Regions from separate parts of the Capsicum annuum genome. Here region 1 is linked to region 2. Evidence: chromatin contacts called from public Hi-C data. All regions are on one chromosome and are shown on one strand. Each heading gives the region's core, a stretch centred on a gene start, on an enhancer-like site or on the middle of the called end of the contact. The rest is flanking DNA. Distances are from core to core; before and after follow the strand shown.

Region 1 (6,952 bases), core at 2,870-5,369, 170 kb before region 2:
AAAGTTGTCCCCGTATCCAAGTCACTGAGCATGAGGGATGGTAATATGGCCGATTGTTGCATCACATAGGGATATAGCACCCAAAGATGGTTAGCAGAGTGAATGCTAGCATGTCTTTAGGAATAAGATTAAAATAATGCCATTATTCAAAACCAAAGTAAATAACCCTATGGAATCATATGCATACATATATACACACATATATATATATCATGACAGGAAAGGGAACCAAGTTTAGCATGCATTTAAAACATTTTACCTGGATTGTGTAGCTTTGTCGTCCTAAAATAACCCATGGGTTATGTAGGTTCAGCTCCCCCTACTGAAAGGGCCCCGATCTTGTTAGACGCATGAACCAAAGAATAAAACATGATATGACTAGTACATATCCCAAAATATAAGGGTGAGATCATGCACATGGCCATCATGATCAAACCTCACATCGGCAAACATGAGTTTCTAGTATTAGCCCCCCCGGGACCTCCACCTTCCATGGCTTTGCTAACATAACCCCCTTTAAGCCCATATTAAAACCATTTACACATTCCAACCATTTAACAAGGAGTCTTTTAATTAGGCATTAACTATTGGTATCGTCATACCAAAATTAGAGCTTACAAGTCTATCCTTTTATGCCATACCAAAGCCATTAAACCATGTTGACTTTAAAGTTTCCAATTTAACCAAAACCCTGGCCATTAAGTCCTTTCCAAACCATTTAAAACCAACCAAACCAATTTAAGTTCCATTACTTTTCATGCAATGTAAAGATTTTAAGAATAGTCAAACTATGTGACAAAATCATTCTCATTGGCATTTTAACAAATGTATTGAAAACATATAATTTTCAAAACCAAAACCAAGTATTAATTTACCATTCCCATACAACCACATGTTCAACCATAATTATAACATGAAAAACCATAAGTAATACATAGGAAAACATTATCCAACCATAAACAACCAAAACCCCAACATCTATTTCAAAACAAAAATAATACCATAATAATACCATGAAAAACAATTGTTAAAAACATACTTTTAGTTGAAATAGCAATGAGGGAGGATTAACATGCCTTAGACGCTAAGGAAAACTGAGGGATTCACTCTTGAAATCCCCTATTTGATTGCCTTATAGAAATCCTAGCCTTTTCTTGAACCAAGAGCTTGAGAGAGATTTTAAGAGTGTTTGAATGAGAATAATAGGTTAATATAGCCACTAACATGTTTTACGTCGTGGGTTTAAAAGGAGTTAAGAGGGGAAATGTCAAGAATATCCCCACTTAAAACAGTAGAAAACTCGCAGATGGGTACGAGTAGACGCTCCAACTCGTCACCACAACATATGAGTGGTACCCTCAAGTCATCACTAGGTCAGAAATTTAGACATCATATTCGGTCCAACATATGACTCACATGCCCAACCCGTCACCATATCATACGACTAGTACCATCTACTCGTACCCTAAACAGAACATCAAGGGCTAGATACTGGACTAGATGAGATTGGACTCAACCCTCTTGTTACATCAGCATACAACTCGTATTGAGTCTACTATACTAAGGATAGAGCTTAGTCAGCAACACACTAACCAACATACACCTAGGGTCCCTAGACCTGTACCCACACCATACAACTCGTATAGTGAGTCGTTACAAGGACAGTGAATTCAAAACTCAGGAAATTTCCAAGGATCGAAACCTAAGGTGTTTCTGTATGTGCCACTTAAAGGGCGTAGGTGATCTAAGTAGGTGTCAGAACTTGAAGGCCAGGGGCTTATAAGCAGGAAATAGAACTCTGTCACTTACTAAGGACACCTAATTTTTCTGGATCATTTTGAAATTATTTTCTAGGGTTTCCATGTAACCTACATACACTCCTATGATGTTTTTAGTCCTTATTATGTATGTTTAGTAGAGTTTTCCTATTTTATTTAGGATTTAATTTCTAGGATTTCTCATAATCTATAAATACCCTTTAGTCCCTTTTTAGTAGATATATGCTGGAGAGACTAAGAGAGGCCCTTTGGGGATAAGTTTACATCATTCAAAACTTCTTTTAATTTGAGGACTATCTTGTAATCTTGAGATCTTATTATAACTTCACAGACATCCTAAGAAACTTTAACTCTAGCTCTGATACCATGTTTTTCATGACTCGAGACTACCCTTAATCATAACATGGTGCTTAGAACTATAAGAGATCACATACTAAACCGTAGTACTGACATAATACATGAGCAATTGACTAAAACATAAATAAGGGCTAAATTGACTGAGTGAAAGTATAATCATGGAATAAACTTGATTAATACATCTACTATTAGAAAGTTTATTTACAACCTCTATGATCTAAAAAAAAATTAATACGACAAATCTAGCAAATTATCTATGAAGCCTCTATTAATACCGACTATAAGAAGCCGAGACGTAGCCCCCCAACTATCCCTAATCAATACATATGAATACAAATGAAATAATGGATCTACAACTGACTTGAGTCCTAAAAATAAGAGAACTTATCACCTGCTGGCTGGATGCTGTGATTTGCCTTACTAGGATCCTGATAGTAAGCACCTGAATCTACATCACATAAAAAATATAGACAAAAGAAGTATGCAATAAGTATTTTTGAATGTACTGAATATGTGAGATATCCACTAGTCATGAAAACACTAAAACTTGCTTTAAATTGAGGATATAAACCATTTACTAAAATAAGTACTTAAAATATGTTTATATGTAAAACCTGCGAGGCATAGTAAATAGTAAAATCTCTGAATCATTAGCTAAAATATTTCTCAAAATTGAAAAGATGTAGAAGCATAAATATTTTATATGATTTAAAACTGGTGTTGAACATGTTATAAAGTTGTACTGAATGCTAACTGAATGCAAAGAAGCTGAACTGAAGTACAATGACCCTATATGAAATACACAAATACTAATATGCAATGATAAGCTGAAAAGTCATAGTTAAAAGCAAGGAAAGTTGAATTGAGGGTCATGTACAAATACTAGTCTGAAACTGTGGGATATGAATTGATGCAATGACCAAGTCAATAAACATGTATGCAATACTGTACTGAATAAACTGAATACAAGATCATGCAATAATTGAGTTTGAACCATGAGAGTTACTGTTAACCGACATATAACCATGTGAGCTAAACATGGAGTTCGACGTATAATCCTCATAAAAAAGGATCCAATATACCTTGTCAGAGTATAAAGGTTGATTTGATATGGTACCACTAAACTGATGTCCAAAAGAACTAAGATGTCAAGTCTGGTCTGATTGATAACCTCTTATAACCTACGTTAGCACCATAGTTCTAGGACTTAGGGACATTTACTAAAGGTCTCAGCTTAACTGACGGGTGAGCCTTCATCCATTCATTCGCTCCTTCATCCATTCATTCGCTCGGTACTAAGTACTACTTCCAACTGAATATAAGTTGATATAATGAATAACTCCATAATACTGAAGTACTGAGACTTAAGTATTAGCGCTTTATCTAAAAGCATTCTAAATCATGAAAATTGAAGGACTGAGTATTCAACTGACAATACATGATATCCTAAGTCATCATGTGTTCATAACCCACTTTCTCTGAAGAATGCAACTAATAATGACAATTTATTAATTGGAAGAAAAAAGAAAAATTTTATAGCACAAGTCCAAAATACTGAATATCAATATACTAAGGATTCTTAAAATGAAAAGTCTGTAAAGATAATAAATTTCATGAAAAAAATGGCATGTCAACTAATATAGACTGAAATCCACATGCATAGTTCATTCTAAATGAGGTTGAAATCTATTAAAAATGCGTAATTCTTCACGTATTAAAATAATTGAGTTAAATCCATGAATCATGCATAATCATTTTGAATGGGAACCATAATAATAAAATAACGTGAGTGAATAAAATTTCAAGAATTTAGAATAATTGGGTATTAACTCTAGATCACGAGTTCATAGAAATCATTGCAAAAAATCATATTTTAAAACTAGCTTTGGACATAAAGGTGAAAGGAATCCCTTATTGAATATATGCATACCTGATTATGAAGCTTTTTGATCGAAGAACTTGGTGGAAACTTGACTTTTCTTGAGCTTGAGGAGAAAATCAAATGTTATTGCCTTGAGAGAATTTTGGCAGAGTTTGGGAGCTTGGTCATTGTTATGAGGGAGAAAACAGAATAATAATAGGATATCATGCCTCAAAATATCCTAAAATGACTTGATATTGGGCTAAAAATCTTGAAAAATGACCAAAAAAACCTTTAGTAAACATAAAAAAAAGTTGTTGAAAAATTGCACCAGGATTCGTGTGTTGGACCACATATGGATCGGGTCCCAGTCACATGGTTCGTATGACAGCTTGTATGTTTGGACAACCTGATAGTACTTTACTAAAATGGTCATAACCTTTTACTCCGATATCGGGTTAAGATAAAATTAGATGTGTTGGAAAGAAGATTCAAGGAGATTTTTTTGGTGGATCTTGAGATTCAGAATTTCTAATATTCTATAAGTAAAACTCATTTGAAGTTGACTATAGAGAGATCCTACACAAAAAGTCAATCAGTAAGGAAGTTTTCAACTTGGCCATGAGCTAGGAACTATTTGTGGCCTTAATTCATGTCTAAATCACTCATCATACTACCAAATTACTATTTCTGATTGTATATATGCTTGAAGAATGATTCTAATATTATAGCTTGAATTTTAAAGATATTAGTCTTGTTGCCTAAAAAATACATTGTTCAGTGTTTGACAAATATGAGACCGATTATTTCAAGTAATTTTCTTATCAAGGTGATATCTATAGAGCTTCATAATAGACTTGAGACACATCTTCCTATGCCGATTTTAATAAAACCAATCTGGTTTTGTAAAAGGAAGAAACTTCACTCAAAATGTCCTTTGGTATCAAGAAATCATTACTGACATTAGAAACAGGGCCAATTATGCTAATGTAGTGATAAAACTTGACATGGCTAAAAAAATACGATATAGTGGATTGCTGGAAAAATGGGTTTTGATCACAAAGTAGTAGATATGATCTGGAGGCTGGTGGTTAATAACTAGTATTTAACTTTTATAAATGTTCAATTCTATGGTTTCTTTCATTCTATAAGAGGTATGAAACTAGAAGATTCTTTATCCCCTATACTGTTTATCTTATTTGCAGAAGTGATTGCTAGAGCATTGAACTCTTTATTTAATAAGAAGGACCTCAAGGGCTTTGGAAAGCCAAAATGAAGTGACAAAATTAACCATCTAGCTTATGCAAATGACACTATTTTATTTGTGTCAGCCGATAAGATATCTTTGCAATTGGTGATGGGTACATTGGAGGAATATGAACAATAGTCAGGGCAGAAGATTAATAAATAAAAAAGTTCTTTTAATATCCATGATAAAACAACAAATGCTATCACTCAGGAAGTGGAAGACCGGTCATGCAATAAAGAGGAAAATAAATTTTTCAGAGCTGATCTAAAAGGTAAATAATAAGCTTCAGTCTTGGAAAGAGAGAATTTATCTTTTGGAGATAAATCTGTATTGATCAATAATATGTTAAATACAATCCGTATATACCTATTGTCTGTAGTAATTCCTCCTAAATGTGTCATCCCTAATTTACATAGATTTTTTTCAAGATTTATATGAAGTTTCAAGAAGGTAGGCAAAAACAAGCGTTGGGTTTCTTGGACTGATATTTGCAGGCAAACGATGAATGTGGACTTGGATTTAGGTCACTAATTGATAATTTTAAAGTTTTATTTGCCAAACTGTGATGGATTTTCAGAACATAGAAATCCACATGGACTATATTCATGTGGAACAAATATTAAAAAAGGTATACACCTCAGGTGGTTGAATGTAGAGAGGGTTCACAAACATGGAAATATATAATTGGATCCAAAGTTATGTTGATCAAGAGATATGGTGGGAACCTACGTGTAGACATTCTAATATTTGGAATGATAATTGGACAAACTTGGGGCACTACATCGCTACTTACCAATCACTAGTTCTGATGTTCATCAAGCAGAAAATGTGAACCAATTATTCGATGAAGGAAGATGGAACACTCGTTTTCTAGAAGAATTATTTCCAAAAGAGATATGCAATCATGTGCTACATTATTTGATGGTAGAATAAGTTTCAGAGGACAGGGACATACCTAGGTAGATTCTCAACTCCTCAAGGAAATTCACTGTTAAATCGGCTTGGGATATAGTGAGACAACAAGAAGAGGTACAAGAATATTTCAAACAATTATGGATAAACTTGGGTCAAAATTTGATGTTTGGGAGAAAAAAATTCAAAACTCAAAAGCCAGGCATAAAGAGATGCCTTTTAAAGTATCCTTTTTCTCTGTGGAAATTATGGAAGAAAAGAGTTCCCATAAGGGAAGTACTAGTAAGATCAGGGTTTTTGAGGAGGTGATATGCAAATGTTATGAAGAAATGTTCATGAATCTATTAAGCACTTATTCATTATATGTTACCTAGCTAACAAAATGTGGTGCAGCTTCGCAGCTGCAGCTGGAGTTAATGGCCCTTTTTTGTAACTTAGGGATTCAGTTATGAAGTGGTGGAAAGCTTATAGAGCTTCAAAGCTCTAATTAGTTTTCAATACAGTTCCTATGTTCATAATTTGGCAGGTCTGGAAGAGAAGGAACATCACTATTTATCAGGAAAAGATGTCTTATGTGGGAATGGAGATCGAAGTAAATCAAAACCTAATTCTGCTGGCAAGGTATAATTATCCTTGATTGAAAAATTTACTAAAAAACTGGCCTGACTTGGTAAAGTTTCTTGAGGAGTATTCTACCACTTTAGTCTGTTGAATTGTGATTTGGAATTCTCCCATTTTAGGAAATTTCAAATGCAACTTTGATGGTTCATCCATAGGAAACCTAGGCCCTACTTC
Region 2 (6,408 bases), core at 478-2,977:
TAAATATCACTTCCATAAGACTTGAATGTATACAAGTGAGAGCTCTTGAAGATCCAGTCACCAACTCATCATATTTTTTAATTTTATTGGGAGTTGTGTTATCTCTCAATGGCTGGACAGCAGATTCTCCTCTCTCAACAACACCTCATAAGTTGAGAGCCTTCAAATAAGCCTTCATTTTGATAGACCAAATATGATAATTCTCACCAGAAAAGATCGGAGGACCCATCGTTGGTTGATTTTCTGGTGCCATGTTTTCCAGCAAACAGATCTAAGAAAAGAACCAGTTATAAGACGAGTCAATCAACAAATCAGATTCGCATCCCGTAAGAAAAGGGCTCTAATACTATGTCATAAGAAAGGCAAGAAGAATTGAAAAGGCTACAAGCTGAAACAGTAGCAAAATATAGTTGTAAATTGCTTCCAAAAAAACTACAGAGAAAGAAGAATAAGCTGAAACTTGTTAAGTACTCTTCTTAATGCTCTAGATAGTTCATTACATAAGCTTCATTTATAGAGAGAGAGTGTGTGAAGATTACAAACCACAAGATAATCAAAATATCTCACACAATATAAGTACATATGTGGCTAACTAACCACCACTCATTTTAACTAAAAGACTTTTCTACTACAAAAATATCTGCTACCTAGGAGTTCTAGAGAAATCTTATTTCCTAACACTAATACATCAAAGCTAAAACTCTTGGCTAAACTCTACAGTAGGACCTGGTTCTTCAATATATTTCTTTAGAATTTGAGTTACACTTGAGAAGTCAATTTGCCAATAGCCTTTCTGCTTTTTAAGTGTGTGAACTTTTTGTTAAACCAGTCTTCTATTTAAGCACAACTCTTTGTAGAGCTATTCTTCAATTGAAACTCCTCACTACACCGAACTCTCTTTGCTTAGAGTTCCACATCGACTGAAACTCCTTCTTTAGTTCAACATTTTGCTTCTTTAGTGATATAGTCAAGAACCAACTCTTCAATTCAGCACAGATTTATTTTCTTGAGTTCATCAGAAGTAACCACTATCCATTCCTTAATTTTTGCACGCTTGTTTTTATTCATTAGTGTTTTTGCTACAAGTTAAGCTCCTTGAATCAGTGTATCCATGAACTTGTTTGTCTTAAGTGTTTCATGTTGTTTTGGCAATCATCAAAACTTTGTACAACACAAAAAAGTTCCCCCTTTTAGATGGTGACAAATCTCTTGTCTTTGTGCATTATAACATTTTAACATGTTGGCACTGAATTACAAAACACTAGAATGAAGAAGGTTAGTCAATTGGTTATAAACATTGCACAACTCTTATCTTCCCCTTTTGGCATCATCGAAAAACTATTTTCAATAGTATAACATATTAGCCAAAGGGAATTATTAGGTTATTTATAGTCACTAAGACTATCACCAAGACAACTAGACAAAGACACCATGCAACATAGTAATGTATTAAAAAGAGCAAGAACACCAGTCATTAGAGCAAAAGATGATCATATCATTAATCTTCCAGAATATATTGTACATAAGACCTAAGTTAACACTAATCGGTCAAAATAACTAAGAACTTAATACGACAAGGGCACTAGGGAAAAAAAGAAACTACGGGCACTAGGATGGTGGGATAGAAGAGGCAGGTAGGGGAGGTGGAAAAATTGAGTCAATCTACGAATAGTTTCCGCATTCTCAACCTTCTCTTGATCAAGGTCAGCCTACAGAGCCAGGATCCTAAATTGAAAGGCTTCTTTCTCCCTCTCATTAATGGCTTGAAAAAACCCCAGTTCAGCAGTCTTTTCAACTCTACGGCATTCCTCAATTTTTGTACTGGAGTATCAGCCTTTCTTATTGAAGTAAGTAGAGCAGCATGATTCACTTACCAAGAACATCCTTTATTGTTTCAAAGGTCAAAACTTGACTGGAATAGAGTAATCCTCAAAGATTTAGGCCAACCAAAACCCATAAGGAAGTTCATGCCCCTTTTTATCCTTTATAAGCACACGAGGCATGCGCTTGATTATCAAAGTAGGCAAATAAATCTTGACTGGAGTGTCAAGAAGCTTCATGGTTGTTAATTTTAGAAAATTTGCCTACTTACGCCTCTCCTTTCTAGGAGTAATATTCTTATGAACCACATCAAAGTATGACTGGTGCAGAGAAGACATCTCCTTCTTTAGTACTCTACGGTGCTAAGTAAGATATGGGTCATTGGAAAACTTTTTTGTGATGGCAAGAGCAGATGCCATGTTTTCAAATGGAGGCCACTCAAACTTAACATAGTGATCCCATCCTCCAGTGGGAACATTAAGTATCCTACAAACATCTCCCAGGTGTATAGAAACACCTCGCACGTTGGTAGAAAACAATGACCCATTCTTAGATCCATTTTATAGAACTCAGTGACTTCAGGCCTCCCAAATTTTCTATGAATATTTCCTTGAAGGAAAATATCAGACCATCCTTAGAACTCCAACTTAGCTAGAAAATTATCCATTTCAGGGACACCAAAACCAGTCACAACTCTTCCTCGAATAACGTCCCTTTTTTGAAAGTGGAAGATGTGTCGTAGCTTGAGATTAGTGACACCAAAAGTGTCAACTTGCACAGCGGTATTATCTTCTATAGATTTAGAGTTTGAATGCCTGGATGAACCAAGTTGAGCAACTTGTTTCGATGAACAAGATTTGGAGTTAACGTGGACTTGGAGGAGGATGTGGACCTAGTGGTAGGGAGTTTTATCTTGGATGAGCAATTTGATGAGGGAGGTGTCCAAGATGGATGAAGGGAGGAAGGCTTAGGGATAGAACGCTTTATCACTTTAGAGCGATGAATTTTGCTAATAAGAAAGTCATCATCAGAAGGACTTGCCTTTGAAGGAGGGGGAACAGGGGAAGACCTTGTCTTCTTGCTAGCCTTAATAGCCTCCTGAAGAGGGGCGTCCTCTTGACGTATCCGATTTCTAGTGTGAGGAGTCCTGGTTGGGACAGAAGGAGGAGATGTTTCAACGGTGAGTTCATCCTCAGGAACAAGGATAGATTCACCAGATCTACATGACAGAATGAATAAGAAGTAGCCTACCATAATCTCAGCTAACCAGGCAGGCTTTTCAAAAGGAAGAAGCATAGTTGAAAAAGTTCTCTTAACATAGATGATTATAAGGGGCATAAAGATGAGGATCAAGACAACCAATGTGGTAGTGAAGTTAGATATGACCAAGGCATATGATAGACTATCTGGGCTGTTTCTAACACAACTGCTCAGGAAGTTTGGATTCACAGGTATTCAGTATTGTTGAATGGATAATCATATGAGTTTTTCAAATCATAAAGAAGGGTCAAGCGGGAAGATCCACTAGCTTGAGCCTTTTTTATTATAGCTACAGAAGCTTTGAGCCTTTTTTATTATAGCTACAGAAGCTTTAACTAGAGGTCTGAATTCTCTGATGGAGAATGAGAAATTTACGGATTCTGAAATGCCAACCACCTATCATATGCATATGATAAAATTCACGTGGTATCTGTTGAAAAAAAACTCAACGAAGATGATGATGAAGTTGCTGAAAGGCTATGTAAACATCTCTGGTCAGCTAATCAACTTGAATAAGTGTTTTATGTTAGATTGTTCATTAGAAACAGAAAGTATCACCTAGGATAGTAGGAAAAATCAAGAGGGTAACCAAAACAAAGTCAGGTTCCTTTCCATTCTTATATTCAGGATGCTCTATGTTCTATGGGAGAAATAGGATTTCCAAATAAGACTTGGTAATTAAGAAAGATGGGAAAAGATATTAGTAAGGAAAAATGTTGCCATTTGGAGAAGACAGTGTTAATTATTCATGTATTGCCGGGCATTCCAATTCACTTCCTATCTGCATTATCTTCTCCTATGGGGTACTGAGACATCTACAAAAAATGTCTGCTAGATTTTTCTGGAAAACAATACTGATAGTAAAAGACAATACTGGTGGGACAGTATGTCTGCCTAAAGGAGGTAACGTAGGTTTCAGATCATTCTTTGATATTTCTAGTGCACTCTTCTGTAGTTTATGGCAGAGTTCTGCAACAAAAACTTTATGGAGCTCTTCTATAAGAACTAAATCTTGAAACAAGTAATATCCAGTTACTGCTCAATGCAAAGGAACTATCATTCGAGGAAAGATGGTCAATAAACTAATAGAACATCAAATATAGCGGCAGATTAAAAAGGTGACTCCAGTTTTTGGTTTGACTATTATATTGCATTTGAAGCATGATATGACATCATTCCTGAAACCAGCCAAGAGGAGGAGACTGAAGTTAAAAGAATTTGCAAGCCCGCAAGACTGGAAAGTGGACTAACTCAGAAGGTACATTCCAGAAAAAACAGTGCAACACATACTTGAGACGATACTTTGCCCCTCATCCTTGAGAACATTAGATAAAGCATGGTGGATCTGAGAGAAGTGCAAAATTTTCATTGGAAAATTACCTGAAAGTACATATTAAACATGAGGAAAATAGAACATATACAACATGAGGATAAAGAGACTATCTTTGAACATGTCTTTCATTATTTGGAGAGCCTGAAAATTTAGAACTCCTACTGATAATTTTTTGATAAAAAGAAGTTTTTCTTATGAGGGGTGAACTACACATGTTGCTAATGTTGATACTGGTGATCACAAGACTAAATCCAACAGCTGGAAAAAGGCACAGAAGTAAGAACACAACTTTACTCACTCAGACAGTTCTTACTGGATATATCATACTAGATCTAATTTGTAGTTCTAGTTTGGTGCTAACATTTATTACTGTCTAGTTCAAATTAAAAGGGAAGGTTAAACTGTTAGTATAAACATTAAAAATATAAAAAGAAAAAATCCTGAAGAAGCAGATAAATAGATCATAGAGAACTGGTATCAGTTAATCAGCACAATCAACATTTCTGGTATCAGTTAATCAGCACAATCAACATTTAATAACTCAATTCATTCAATAGAATAAAAAGTAGCACAATACAAGATGATCCTTCCTTGATACTACTTGTATCCTGCATTTCGCAAGATGATGTTACAAGACTCAAAACCTGCTTCCCCCAATAATAAACCAAAAAGAAAGGAAACACATGGCCCCATTTTGCTCTAATGATGCACATAATTTTGGCTAATCTTGTACTAATTAATGATACAACGCTAAAATTCCTTGATAGGCACAGATCAAGGTAGTGTTTCATCCGTAAGCCTGAAATCTTCAGCTAGCCCCTAATGATACATACAATTTACATGTAAACAGAAACATAATCATCCTTGAGCCTGAAACTTCAAACTTATCGTCTCCGGGGCTAAATTTTCCCGACAGACGACAGGTTTGATTAAAACAGTGTTTCATCCAATAATGGAATGAGCTTTGCAGTCACCTTTTCAGAATTCAACTGGAGTAATAAAAGCATCCAGGACAAGTGAAGAGAAGTGATCTTTCCACTCACCGGGGCCAGCAAAAGGCATCAGACCACATAGCAAGGGGAGAAAAAGAAGTATTGTGGTATAAAACATAGATCTCCTCATCCAGTATGGAAAGGTTCTCTCTCTCGTGTTCTTTTCTGACACTATGACAGGCCCATTGAGGATCAGGAACAAAGCCGAGATGCAGACATTTGAAAAGAAATGTAGCAAGCACAAACTCTCCCAATAAATCAACCAACGATATCCGCTGCCCCCCAAGGTGTCGATACAAAACTTCCCTGCAAAACCGCAGCCAACTCCCAACAGCAACAGAATGGAAGTAACAGGCATAGTCTGATTCGAAGTTGCAGAACGCTGGAGAAGTAAATAGGCTATAGCCAATATCATGAAAGCACCAAATAGCATGCGACTGAGAACTTGAAACTGACACCATAAGAGCTGCAGGCCTGAATTAATAGATGCCATTGATTTGGGCATCCACCAAGACTTGTGTTCCTGGAACGTAAAATACGTCCATTTCATTACCATGGCTAATAAATGCTCTACACTGGTGAAACATATGAACAAACAGAATTGGCCAACTAACTAAACTATTATCCCTGGGGTCCAGGCTTTAAGAAAGAACACTAAAAGCAGCATCTACAAAAACTAAGATTGACTTCTTTGGACGACAGGTCTCCTGATAAACGGTTCCTTCTCTTTTTGAGCATCACTTAATATGCAAATTTGCTAAAAATAAAAACAAAGTGAAAGTAAGAGAAAATACAAATCGTTACCCAGCATTTGGATCAAAAGCAACCATGTTTGTTCAGCAATGCATGCCCCTTGGCATCATATAGCTGGCCATATAATTATTGTGCATTAAATAAAAGGGCAGCCCGGTGCACTAAAGCTCCCGCTATGCGCAGGGTCCGGGGAATGGCCCCACCACAAGAGTGTATTGTATGCAGCCTTACCTTGCATTTCTGCAAGAG

Evidence for each region. A called contact is a pair of places that touch in the nucleus more often than the background predicts.
Region 1: a contact with region 2 is called in a Hi-C map of leaf, with 2.1 times the contacts expected there. The contact joins two enhancer-like sites. A contact is called at or near these places in 2 of 5 Hi-C or Micro-C datasets (bud and leaf).

Annotation. Positions count from the first base shown.
Region 1 is chr12:56,654,433-56,661,384 of UCD10Xv1.1, reverse strand. LOC107850406 (a long non-coding RNA gene) reads right to left here. Exons shown (of 2, transcript XR_007048642.1): 2 at 2,295-2,583. Among protein-coding and RNA genes, the nearest start is that of LOC107850406, 5.2 kb to the right of the region's middle. Within about 2 kb of position 4,119, at least 2 of the 5 cell types and tissues checked have an H3K27ac peak or open chromatin away from gene starts, as enhancers often do. A contact at or near this core is called in leaf, where this site is marked.
Region 2 is chr12:56,482,935-56,489,342 of UCD10Xv1.1, reverse strand. It overlaps LOC107850643 (protein CPR-5), which reads right to left. Exons shown (of 7, transcript XM_016695319.2): 5 at 5,458-5,929; 6 at 4,372-4,461. Among protein-coding and RNA genes, the nearest start is that of LOC107850643, 18 kb to the right of the region's middle. Within about 2 kb of position 1,727, at least 3 of the 5 cell types and tissues checked have an H3K27ac peak or open chromatin away from gene starts, as enhancers often do. A contact at or near this core is called in leaf, where this site is marked.